Regions from separate parts of the Mus musculus genome. Here regions 1 and 2 are each linked to region 3. A link is a contact called in public Hi-C data. All regions are on one chromosome and are shown on one strand. The core of a region is the stretch at or near the end of the contact, and the rest is flanking DNA. Distances in the headings are between cores, read along the strand shown.

What was found. A called contact is a pair of places that touch in the nucleus more often than the background predicts.
Region 1: a contact with region 3 is called in a Hi-C map of myocytes, with 1.9 times the contacts expected there. The contact joins two enhancer-like sites. A contact is called at or near these places in 8 of 484 Hi-C or Micro-C datasets (the HL-1 cell line, adipose-derived mesenchymal stem cells, myocytes and 3 more), 4 of 115 datasets of contacts at active chromatin or transcription factors (embryonic stem cells and vascular smooth muscle cells) and 1 of 9 other capture datasets (embryonic stem cells).
Region 2: a contact with region 3 is called in a Hi-C map of adipose-derived mesenchymal stem cells, with 6 times the contacts expected there. The contact joins two enhancer-like sites. A contact is called at or near these places in 12 of 484 Hi-C or Micro-C datasets (the AML12 cell line, adipose-derived mesenchymal stem cells, embryonic fibroblasts and 6 more), 1 of 115 datasets of contacts at active chromatin or transcription factors (embryonic stem cells) and 1 of 9 other capture datasets (embryonic stem cells).

The regions. Positions count from the first base shown.
Region 1 is chr14:16,957,061-16,961,017 of GRCm38.p6, forward strand. It overlaps a transcript of Rarb not described here. Among named protein-coding and RNA genes, the nearest start is that of Rarb, 380 kb to the left of the region's middle. Within about 2 kb of position 1,406, at least 50 of the 459 cell types and tissues checked have an H3K27ac peak or open chromatin away from gene starts, as enhancers often do. A contact at or near this core is called in adipose-derived mesenchymal stem cells and myocytes, where this site is marked.
Region 2 is chr14:17,010,507-17,014,200 of GRCm38.p6, forward strand. It overlaps a transcript of Rarb not described here. Among named protein-coding and RNA genes, the nearest start is that of Gm32121, 400 kb to the right of the region's middle. Within about 2 kb of position 1,940, at least 14 of the 459 cell types and tissues checked have an H3K27ac peak or open chromatin away from gene starts, as enhancers often do. A contact at or near this core is called in adipose-derived mesenchymal stem cells, where this site is marked.
Region 3 is chr14:16,431,165-16,434,861 of GRCm38.p6, forward strand. Rarb (retinoic acid receptor, beta) reads right to left here. Exons shown (of 8, transcript NM_011243.2): 7 at 3,001-3,159; 8 at 1-1,103. The coding sequence ends at 907. Among named protein-coding and RNA genes, the nearest start is that of Top2b, 68 kb to the left of the region's middle. Within about 2 kb of position 2,312, at least 63 of the 459 cell types and tissues checked have an H3K27ac peak or open chromatin away from gene starts, as enhancers often do. A contact at or near this core is called in adipose-derived mesenchymal stem cells and myocytes, where this site is marked.

The DNA.
Region 1 (3,957 bases), core at 156-2,655, 520 kb after region 3:
GTCTTGCTTGACAGTTACAAAAGCTGACCTAAGGACAACAACTTCCCACATTTTTCTGAATCAAGGAGTAAGAAATTCATTTAAGAATCACACATACATCTAATGTCACAACTATCCATCATCTTTAAAGGTAATATTGTGGATGTGTGGCTTTATCCAAAAATTGTTCAAAAAACAAAGAAGAGTTTCTAAAGAGTTGAAAGGGTTTTGTTGTTTAAAAGTATTCTCTAGACTTAGTTCTTGTTTGTTTTGTGTTATTTTGGTCTTTTGTTGAATCCTTTCTCATTTACTTTAGAGCAACTCATTAGACTATAACTTCTGAGTTTAAAAAGAAACACATCAAAGGCCTGCAAAGCATCAGTTCCCTAGTAAGGAGGGCTGTGCCCTGTGTCCTCCCTCACATGTGGCTTCTGTTAGAGCCACTGAGGAGTTCTAAACAGTGTCAATCACACATCTCCTCAATAAGCCACAAAATAAGGTGTTATTAATTCTCTTCAACATTCACAAAACTGTTTATTACCTCGGTCTAACCTTCTGCCCAATGCTTGAGGTTCCCCTTTGCCTTTCTGACCCATGGGCAAACCTCTGCTGCTCTCAGGGAAACGCAGTTCTTTTGGATGGAAAACCCATTAGAAATATTCATGGTATTATTATAAGTAGTTTTTTTTAAAATAATGAAAAAGAACAATCCTGACGCCCACTTTCCTTTCTCTCTCCCTAAACTCAACAGCAAGAATAAACTTTTAAAGAAAGACATTCTTTCTGAATCTATTAATACATCACTCAAAAATTTCCTCTTTCCTTTGTTTAAAAAAATTGACTCACTTCCAACCCCCTTTGAAAGAGAGTGTTTAAAAATTGTTATTTAAAGCATATACAAACTCCATTTCGCATCCCTCCTGACCATTCTCAGGTTACAAGACACTGAAGTGCATTTGGCTGGCAGCCCGGTGTATTTATGACTACTAATAAATGAGTCACTGGTATAAGAATGCAAATTTTATGTGGCTCGTGTATAAATGGGCCAGTTAAGAATGACCAGATACACATTTTATGTGTCTGCTAAATAATTATGACATAGAAGTACAGCTTGTGAATTTAACATTAAAAAAAAAGAAATGGATTCCAATAATCTTAGAATGAGTGTTTATCAAAACGTGGTTTTGGTGAATTAAAGTTATTTTAACAATAAAAACACAAAGTGATCAGTTTTAAAAGCAGTATTGAAACTTATATTCCCCTAAGAGTCCCTCCCCTAAGGGCTTCAAGCCTCCTCATCACTGAACCTGGCCCACAAATTCACTCCCAGAGTTTCAACATTTTCCCTGGTTCTTCACAAGGGACAGGAAGCACTTCTTGTTCAGAGCTTTGACAGGAGACGTGGGAAAATTACAAGAGTGGGAGGGTAATGGCAGTTGGCAGGGTCTGAGGTGACAGGATAGGGATGTATGTTGGCCCAGAGTGTGGGAGGCTAGAGCCATGCAGATCAACAAACTGTGGAATCATACCTGACTGCTCTATACTCAAAATTCACTTGGTGCTTATATCTTACATGTTTACATACACACACACACACACACACACACACACACAGGCAGACAGACATACACATATACACAGAAAGAGAGACATACAGAGACAGAAGACAGTCACACACACAAATGCACAGAGTGAGAGACAGACACACACACAGAGACAGTCACAGGCAGACACACAGACAGATAGACAGTCATCTATACACACACACAAACACACAGAGAGAGACACAGATGGCACACACAAATGCAGAGAGAGAGTGAGAGATAGCACGCTCGAGGGAGGCAGACAGACATATAGACAGACAGACATACAGACATAGAGAAAATTATGTGAGGAAATAGATGTACCTGTAACTCAATTTGCCAGAAATAAGATGATTTGGAAAAAGTAATTCTGAAGACAGAAATGCTTACAGTAAGCGTGAATAATAAATGTCAGAAAGCATACATTGCCAAACCATGGTGAACACCTTAATTTATATCATTTCATTTGTTAATTATACCTCAATAAGTTGGAAAACATAAAGGCATAGTCACACACTATGGAGGATGAAATGTACTTTCACAAATAATCCTTTTTGTTGTAACTTCACAAACAAAGTGACATGCCAGCATTTGTCAATGTGTGCCCCTTCCTTAGAAAGCCAGTGGGCGAGTAAGAACGGCATGCTCATATGAGGCTTTCAATCCAACCCATCTCCTTATAGCAGTCTTAAAGGACTCAGAAAATCTAGCCTGTGCTACAGTAACCCTGAAGACATAAATGCTTGCAGTAAATGTGTCTGCTTTGTAGATTAAACACAATGGAAGAGCTGGAGTTACAGAGTCCCACAGTGAAGTTCATGCTCATTTGTGCTCTTAATTGCAACGAAGTGAAGTGTTCAGGGCAGTAAATTTTATTAAGAAATCAAAGTGCAACCTTAAAAGGAATAGAAGAAATCATTGCAGCTAATGGGGACATGGGTAACCAATCAATCACACAGTGGATTAGATTCTCACAACTGTGTTGTTTTATTTGGTGTCCATCAAGTTGCATAAAGGAGAACACTCAAGAGTGCAATTTCTCTATCAGGGCCTGGATTTGATATAATTTCTCTAGTCTTGACAGTGAGTGATAGCCGCATACAATAAAGAAAGTCCTGGGTCAGCTGGCTAAAGAGCCAGCTCAGAGCAAAGGGCTACAAAGCCAGCAGAAAACTTTGACTGCGTGCTGCCCCTGAAGAGTTAGCCCGAGCTTTAGACAGCTGTGAGCACACATCACCAACGCCTCCACTGACACCAAAAAGACTATGGATTTGATGGGAATTCTAAGGTTCATGACTAAGGTACAATTTTCTGGAAAACTGGGAAGAACAGTATGTCACACATGTCTCCTTCTCTCACTGCTGGAGAAGGGAAACTCAGCCACTGATTGTATGTGCAGGGGAAGATGGCTAGTAAATGCTACCCTCTAATTGCTTGGTCATCTCGGATGTCTCCCCTCTTCTGTGTTCTGCACTCCCCTGTTTCTTGACTGTGGTGTCAACACCTCCACTCCTCCCTGAGTTCCTGGGCTCCCAGAGCAGTCTTTATATTAATTTTTATTATTTATGCACATACAAATCCAACTTCTTAGTTATTTTATTATTAGTTAATCTTTTTAAATTGACTTCAGATCACAATATGGGAAATGATACTCTGTCCTCCAGGGCTTCAAATCTTAAAGAGGAATTTAGGCTAAGGAAAAAGGGAGGAATTTTAAGAAGGCCTTATCTAGGCACGCACGTGTTATCTCATGAATTATGAGTGTATCATAATAGGAGGAAAAGGGTCATGACCTTCAGAGTTCTCAAACACACTCCTACTCAGTTGCTTACTGGAACATGTTCCTCTTATCCCTCTGCTTTAGGGACTGAGAAAAGCCACTAGAGCTAGGACATAAAGACAGAATTTTCGAGCTAGATCTCAAGAACCTCTCCAACAGATGCAAATGAAGATGTTGGTTTCAAATATTTAGAGGGTAAATAGCCACCATGAACAACACTGTGGAGAGAAGGCCCGGGATGTGGATGGTGAGGAATTGAGGGTGGCAAGCAACATTCCCTGGGGTTTGGAGATGGTGACAGACACAGGGAATGTCAGGTTGACATATTAAACTCTGGTGATAACACACTGCTCACCAATCCACCCTTCCAGAACTTCCAATGAAAAGCAAAATTCATAACAAGATTTAATCATTTGCTAAACTAAACAGACATTTCACAACTCCTTCTCCTTGGAAGACTGTTCTGCATTGCAGAAATATGAGGAAGGAAACAGAATATACAGCCTCAGTGAGCTCCTGAGATGGGGGACTGTCTTTAAATTATCTAAGCAGATAGGACTTGTGGGTAGACATTATGCCAGATAGAACACCTATCTCATAGTACTTCTGTGATAA
Region 2 (3,694 bases), core at 690-3,189, 580 kb after region 3:
GTCAAATCTAAGTGGATCAAGGAACTTCACATAAAACCAGAGACACTGAAACTTATAGAGGAGAAAGTGGGGAAAAGCCTTGAAGATATGGGCACAGGGGAAAAATTCCTGAACAGAACAGCAATGGCTTGTGCTGTAAGATCGAGAATTGACAAATGGGACCTAATGAAACTCCAAAGTTTCTGCAAGGCAAAAGACACTGTCAATAAGACAAAAAGACCACCAACAGATTGGGAAAGGATCTTTACCTATCCTAAATCAGATAGGGGACTAATATCCAACATATATAAAGAACTCAAGAAGGTGGACTTCAGAAAATCAAATAACCCCATTAAAAAATGGGGCTCAGAACTGAACAAAGAATTCTCACCTGAGGAATACCGAATGGCAGAGAAGCACCTGAAAAAATGTTTAACATCCTTAATCATCAGGGAAATGCAAATCAAAACAACCCTGAGATTCCACCTCACACCAGTCAGAATGGCTAAGATCAAAAATTCAGGTGACAGCAGATGCTGGCGAGGATGTGGAGAAAGAGGAACACTCCTCCATTGTTGGTGGGAGTGCAGGCTTGTACAACCACTCTGGAAATCAGTCTGGCGGTTCCTCAGAAAATTGGACATAGTACTATCGGAGGATCCAGCAATACCTCTCCTGGGCATATATCCAGAAGATGCCCCAACTGGTAAGAAGGACACATGCTCCACTATGTTCATAGCAGCCTTATTTATAATAGCCAGAAGCTGGAAAGATCCTAGATGCCCCTCAACAGAGGAATGGATACAGAAAATGTGGTACATCTACACAATGGAGTATTACTCAGCTATTAAAAAGAATGAATTTATGAAATTCCTAGCCAAATGGATAGACCTGGAGGGCATCATCCTGAGTGAGGTAACACATTCACAAAGAAACTCACACAATATGTACTCACTGATAAGTGGATATTAGCCCCAAACCTAGGATACCCAAGATATAAGATATAATTTGCTAAACACATGAAACTCAAGAAGAATGAAGACTGAAGTGTGGACACTATGCCCCTCCTTAGATTTGGGAACAAAACACCCATGGAAGGAGTTACAGAGACAAAGTTTGGAGCTGAGATGAAAGGATGGACCATGTAGAGACTGCCATATCCAGGGACCCACCCCATAATCAGCATCCAAACGCTGACACCATTGCATACACTAGCAAGATTTTATTGAAAGGACCTAGATGTAGCTGTCTCTTGTGAGACTATGCCGGGGCCTAGCAAACACAGAAGTGGATGCTCACAGTCAGCTAATGGATGGATCATAGGGCTCCCAATGGAGGAGCTAGAGAAAGTACCCAAGGAGCTAAAGGGATCTGCAACCCTATAGGTGGAACAACATTATGAACTAACCAGTACCCCGGAGCTCTTGACTCTAGCTGCATATATATCAAAAGATGGCCTAGTCGGCCATCACTGGAAATAGAGGCCCATTGGACTTGCAAACTTTATATGCCCCAGTACAGGGGAACACCAGGGCCAAAAAGGGGGAGTGGGTGGGCAGGGGAGTGGGGGTGGGTGGATATGGGGGACTTTTGGTATAGCATTGGAAATGTAAATGAGCTAAATACCTAATAAAAAATGGAAAAAAAAAGAAAAAAATTATGTTCTCAAAAGAGGCAACACTCTTCTTAAAGCCTAAAATTTAATGAAGAAAAAGGGTATTTACACACCTGCATGACACTTGTGTGCACACTTGCAATACACGTAAGCACACACTTAATAAATTCCTCTTATATACTAGATAATAAAAATAAATTAGTCATCACCAATAAAACAAGATTTTTTTTTTTTTTTGATTAGGAGCCTGGAGAGATGACTCAGCAGCTAAGAATGCTTCCTGCTTTCTAAGGGCCATTATTTGGTTTAAACCACATACTAGGCAGTTCATAGTTACCTTTAACTCCAACTCCTGGGGATCTGATGCCCTCATGTGACCTTCTTTTGTATACACACACACACACACACACACAGAGAGAGAGAGAGAGAGACAGAGACAGAGACAGAGACAGAGACAGAGACAGAGACAGAGACAGAGACAGACATACAGACAGAGAGGCAGAGGCACCCACAGGTATAAGTAAATATAAAATTAAAGTTTTAGAAATCAAAGATAATTCAATTTAAAAATTAGCCCCACAGGCTAAAGAAGTCCTTTCAGCATCCAGCCAAAGGGGTCAAGGCAGAAGGAAATTAATGAGACAAGAAGAGTAAGCATGAAGTTTTCTCAGCAAAATGGGGGCCCAGTGTGATATGCCATGTAAGCCTGCTTTGATATCAAAACATCTAAGTAATACACATGTTATTATAGGCCCTGCATTGCACCATGTCAGACTGACAAAACAGTCATATTACTTTATATTCAAATGGGATCTGCTTAAACCTTACCTTCTAGAAATGAACCACTAGTGCCCAAGAGAACCTGGCAGAGTGCTGAGTCACTACACCACAGGAGAGCAGATGTGTTCATCATGAAATCAGCAGTGTCAACTCTGCGTCACTATTGGGAATATCACATCCATTTCCCTCTAAAGTCTGTTTCTTATTCTAGACCTGTGAGCCTGATCTCCACTAAGCAATTCTGACAAGCCAATGCCCTCTCCCTACCCTATTTCCTACCATCCTCTAGTCAGGTCATCAATAATTCATGTTGAACAGTTCATAGTCCAGAGAGCAACCAAAAAGGATGGAATTGCCTCTTATGGAGAACTAACTACTCAGAATATCTCTCTCTCTCTCTCTCTCTCTCTCTCTCTCTCTCTCTCTCTCTCTCTCTCTCCCTCTCTCTCCCTCTCTTTCTCTCTCAGTTTCTCCCCGTTTGTTCCCTGTCCCTATTTCTTACAATTTCTTAAGTCAATACAATGTATTTTGCTCCAGGGATTCCAGTGAAACACACACAAATATGGTGTGAAATAGAAAGCAATCCACATTTCAAAATCACTACAACAGTATCTATAGGAATTTGAAAAAGTGCTAGGATATATAAGAGTTTTAAAAATGCAATCCCAGCACTTGGGAGGCAGAGACAGGCAGATTTCTGAGTTCGAGGCCAGCCTGGTCTACAGAGTGAGTTCCAGGACAGCCAGGGTTACACAGAGAAACCCTGACTTGAAAAAAAACAAAACAAAACAAAACAAAAAAACAAAAAAACAAAAACAAAAAAAAGCTCATACAAACTAGTTTGGTCTTAGAAAAGGGTGGGAAAACAAATTCCAGAACATAGAAATAAAAAAGAAAAGGGGGGGGGATGTCCAAGTAAATGTAAGTCTTTACAACAAAAGGCAAAGGACTGAGCATGTGCTGTAAGACTCAGTAAAGGTTTGGCCTTTAGTCAACTGAATGAAACACAGAAAATAATATGGCCTCTGCATCCCTAGGTCTGAAATCCCAAGACTGGAAGTGTGCATGAGAAGAATGTCAGGTTTTGGATGTTCGGATTAGCCAACAAATATCAGATATTCCCAGCTCTGCTTACAAACACTTTGGAGACTATGTCTTCCTCAATGTGCACTATAAGAGCTGTTTTCAAAACAGTAAGAGGGGCCTGTCAGTTGAGAAGCTCAGGGTCATAAAGGCAGTATGCCAGGAAAAGCACAGGCATTGTTCCTATGTGAAAGCAAAGGCAGCTTGAGCCTACTGACAGACAATCCCATGTTTGTT
Region 3 (3,697 bases), core at 1,062-3,561:
GTCAGCAAGGACACTGGGCTACTAGAGTCCAGACGGCAGACTAACTTGCTGATTATCCTGTGATATTTCTCCAATGGCTTGTGAACAGGTAAACAAACTTATTAACACTGGACAGTGTTTTTGCCTTGGAGGCTATCATGACTGTAAAAATGCTTCATTTTTTTTTTCATTCGGTAGTTGTGTCATTAAGGAACAAACCACTTTTAATTTAAAGTGACATCATTAACAATTGAACAATGATGTTGGATTAACTGAACTGGCAGTTTCAGTGATACAGAATTCTGCTAGTGCAGTGAAGTGGTGTACTCTATCTGGGCAACATAAGGGAAAGAATGAAGCTTGAGAGCATCAAAAAGCAAGGAGAAGCTTCCACACTACTTAAACCAGAGTGTCTTTAGTGTCATCTTGTACTGTACAGAGGCCCTGGTTCCTTACCGTGAGGCCTGGTTATTCATGAAAGCAGGACGTACAGTGGATGTACAGTGGTTTACTCCACAACCTCGGTGTCTTGGTTATTGAGTATGCAAGACAAAAGAAAGCACCAACATACAGTATAGAAAGAACAGAGCCGTACTTCTATATGTACAAAGTCTTCAGAAACTTAACCAGGGCTAAATCATCTCAACTGGGTCTTTGCCATGCATCTTGACTATTCAGAGAGGAAAGTAGAAGCTTTAAACTAGATTCTGGTGGCATGAAATGGCTGATTTTCAGAATTTGAAAAGTTTGTATTTCTAGGGAAGTTATACAGTAAGGAATATATATTGATACATATGAAAACTTCTTGGTCCTTTTTGAGTTTAACATATTTCAGTTCAAAAACTAAGCAGCAGTAAAAATGTTTTCCTTGCATTTTCAATCTGGAACTGAAGGTCCTGGGGAATGTCTGCAACAGCTGGAAATGTCTCACTGCAGCAGTGGTGACTGACTGACTCCACTGTTCTCCACTGAGCTGGGGGACACGCTGGGACTGTGCTCTGCTATATTCCCACTTGAACTTGGGGTCAAGGGTTCATGTCCTTCAGAATTCTCCAGCATTTCCTGAATGAGAGGTGGCATTGATCCAGGAATTTCCATTTTCAAGGTAATTACACGTTCGGCACCTTTTTCAAGAGATAATAGAACACCTGTCAGATAAGGGCTCAGCTAGATACTAAGAAACCAACATTCACCTTCAGGTGTGTAAAAGTTGTGTAATACATGTATCAAGTCACATGTGTCTTTGTTGAGAAGAACCAACTTATTGGAAGAAAAAACTATAAGGTGTTTACTGTGGGAATGTCAGCCACCAGAATGTCAAGTGTGCTTCGAGATCCCAGTTAGATTGGTTCTCAGGCACAGGCTGATCCACCACTGCCTTTGAAAACAGAATAAGTACTAATAGGGCACACTAGAGGTTCTCAGTCTTTAAGAAAAAGAAGTGGAGATGTGTGATGTGCATATTTGATAGTTGCAGTGCTTCAATCAAATTCGGAATATAAAATTTACAAAGAGAAGTCACTGATGAAAGATCAGGAAAATAAAGGTGAAAGGATGGGCAGTTTCCACAATGGAAAGATTGACTTGAGTCACAGTATGTGATGGTTTTCTGCAACCCAGTCCAGCACCAGGTGGTTTCATGCCACCACACCTCACACACCCCCAACATGCAGCTGGTTAGGTGGAAATATGTCAATAACAAAACTACCTCAGAACCATGTGGCTAGCGTTGCTGGACTTACTGCTAGTATGGGGCTTGGGACATTTCTGTATGTGGCTGCTAGTCCTCAGGTCACTGGCGTGGATATATATAGGGTGATAGGAACACACTTTCTCTCTCTCTCTCTCCCTCTCTCCCTCTCTCTCCCTCCCTCTCCCTCTCTCTCCCTCTCTCTCCCTCTCTCTCCCTCCCTCCCTCCCTCCTCCTCTCCCTCTCCTCTCTCTCTCTCCCCACTTCATTCAATTACATCCATTCAAGTACTAGTGTCTTTTTGCTTCTCTTAATCCTGTGGTGGAAATGAACTTAGAATGTTCCCCTCGGCTCCCTCAAACCAAACTACCAAATGAATAAAAAAAGAAAAACAAAACCAACCCACAAAAAAACTAAAAAACAAGAACTGAGGTTTCTTGTCAAGCAAGTTCATTGTGCATTTAAGCACTTTTGTGTCTTGGCTTGCCAAGATCCTGAGGTGTAGAATCTGCTAATGGGAGGGAACATGATATGTAATAGCGTGGCTGGCTGAGTCATCTCGATAGAAAAGTCCTCTGCACTCAGCTATGAGATGCCTCTAGGCATTTCTGTAATTGCCTGAGTTGCCACATAGACTGAGAATCATGAGGCAAGAGTATTTATATCTCTCAGCCAGGCAAGAATTCCTGTACTCAGAAGAAGTGCCTACACCAGAGCTGCAGCCACAGTGACCTTCATTTGCCTAGGGTTGTTAGGGTGCCATGGAAAAATAGGCTGAGTGTATAGAAGCCTAAGTTATTTGAAAAGCTGGAATGAAATGTACGGAATCAAAAATAAAACCTGGAAAAAGGGAGCGGGGGTGAGGGCTCAGAGCTTGCTCTGAAAGTTGCTTGACTGAGTTGGTGCCCTAGAAAGGTCACAGAGATTGAGGGAGAGAAGTGACTCCATGTAATTGTCCTTTAACCTCCAAGGGCATGCATATGAGCCCCAGCAATAATAACAGTCTTAAAAAACACATCATCTCTGAAGAGTTGCTCTTCTACCCAGCCATCCATTCTAAAACAATTATCTCTTAATATCACTGGGTAGTGGTATCTGCTTTCTGCTTTTACTATCTCCCACCAGAGACACCATCAAAATGTCTTCCTTAGGAAACCTGAGGTGCTCTTAACTACACACACATGAGTGCTCAGACAAGGCTAATTCCTTTTGATTTCTATGAGATAGACATCCCAACTTAAGCAATAATGGGACTCCTGATATTAAAATATGGGCTTTAAAAAGCAAAAGTTGGCCAAGCTCTGTTCTGCTTTCCACCTTTGAAGACATACCTTTCGCGCTGATGCTGCGGAGATCTGTGATTTTCATTAAGATCTTTGGAAACATGTGAGGCTTGCTGGGTCGTCGTTTTCTAATGTAAATCTTTAGTGCTTCCAGCAGTGGTTCTTGGAGCTTGTCTACTTTTGTTGGTTCCTCAAGGTCCTGGCGGTCTGGATAGCAGGAGAAAGTATTCAGTGTTTAGTGATCAGACAGGCTCAGAGACTGCTGGCTATCTTTCCTTGTCTCCTATTCCTCCTGTAAAGTGGCTTTATTTGGTGACTCAGTTGTACACTAAATTGAGTAAATGCAATTGCTTTAAGCAGTGACACTTGAAGATGCCCCCTTAGTAAGCTCATTTGATGTCCACTTGCTCAGGCCCAGAGGCAAGAATTACCTCTCATGGCCAGATGGTGTCAGTATTGAGCTGAACAAAAGAACCCTGGGCAGCCTGTAAAAGCCAGGTAGATAACCTTTCCCCTTCATTACAACCATTACTTTTGAACTAAAGTTGGCTTCTGGTTAGCCAGCAGGGGTCACTACAAAGAAGGGGCCATACTTTATTCCAGCCCACCAGGTAGGCACCTGTATGGTGGGGAAGACCAAGAGGTGATTTGAATTCAAATAACATGTGATTTGTGTAGGTCATCACTAAAATGTCCTTAGGCACACAGCAGTACAATCCTGCTTTTACAAAAGCACCTGTTTCCC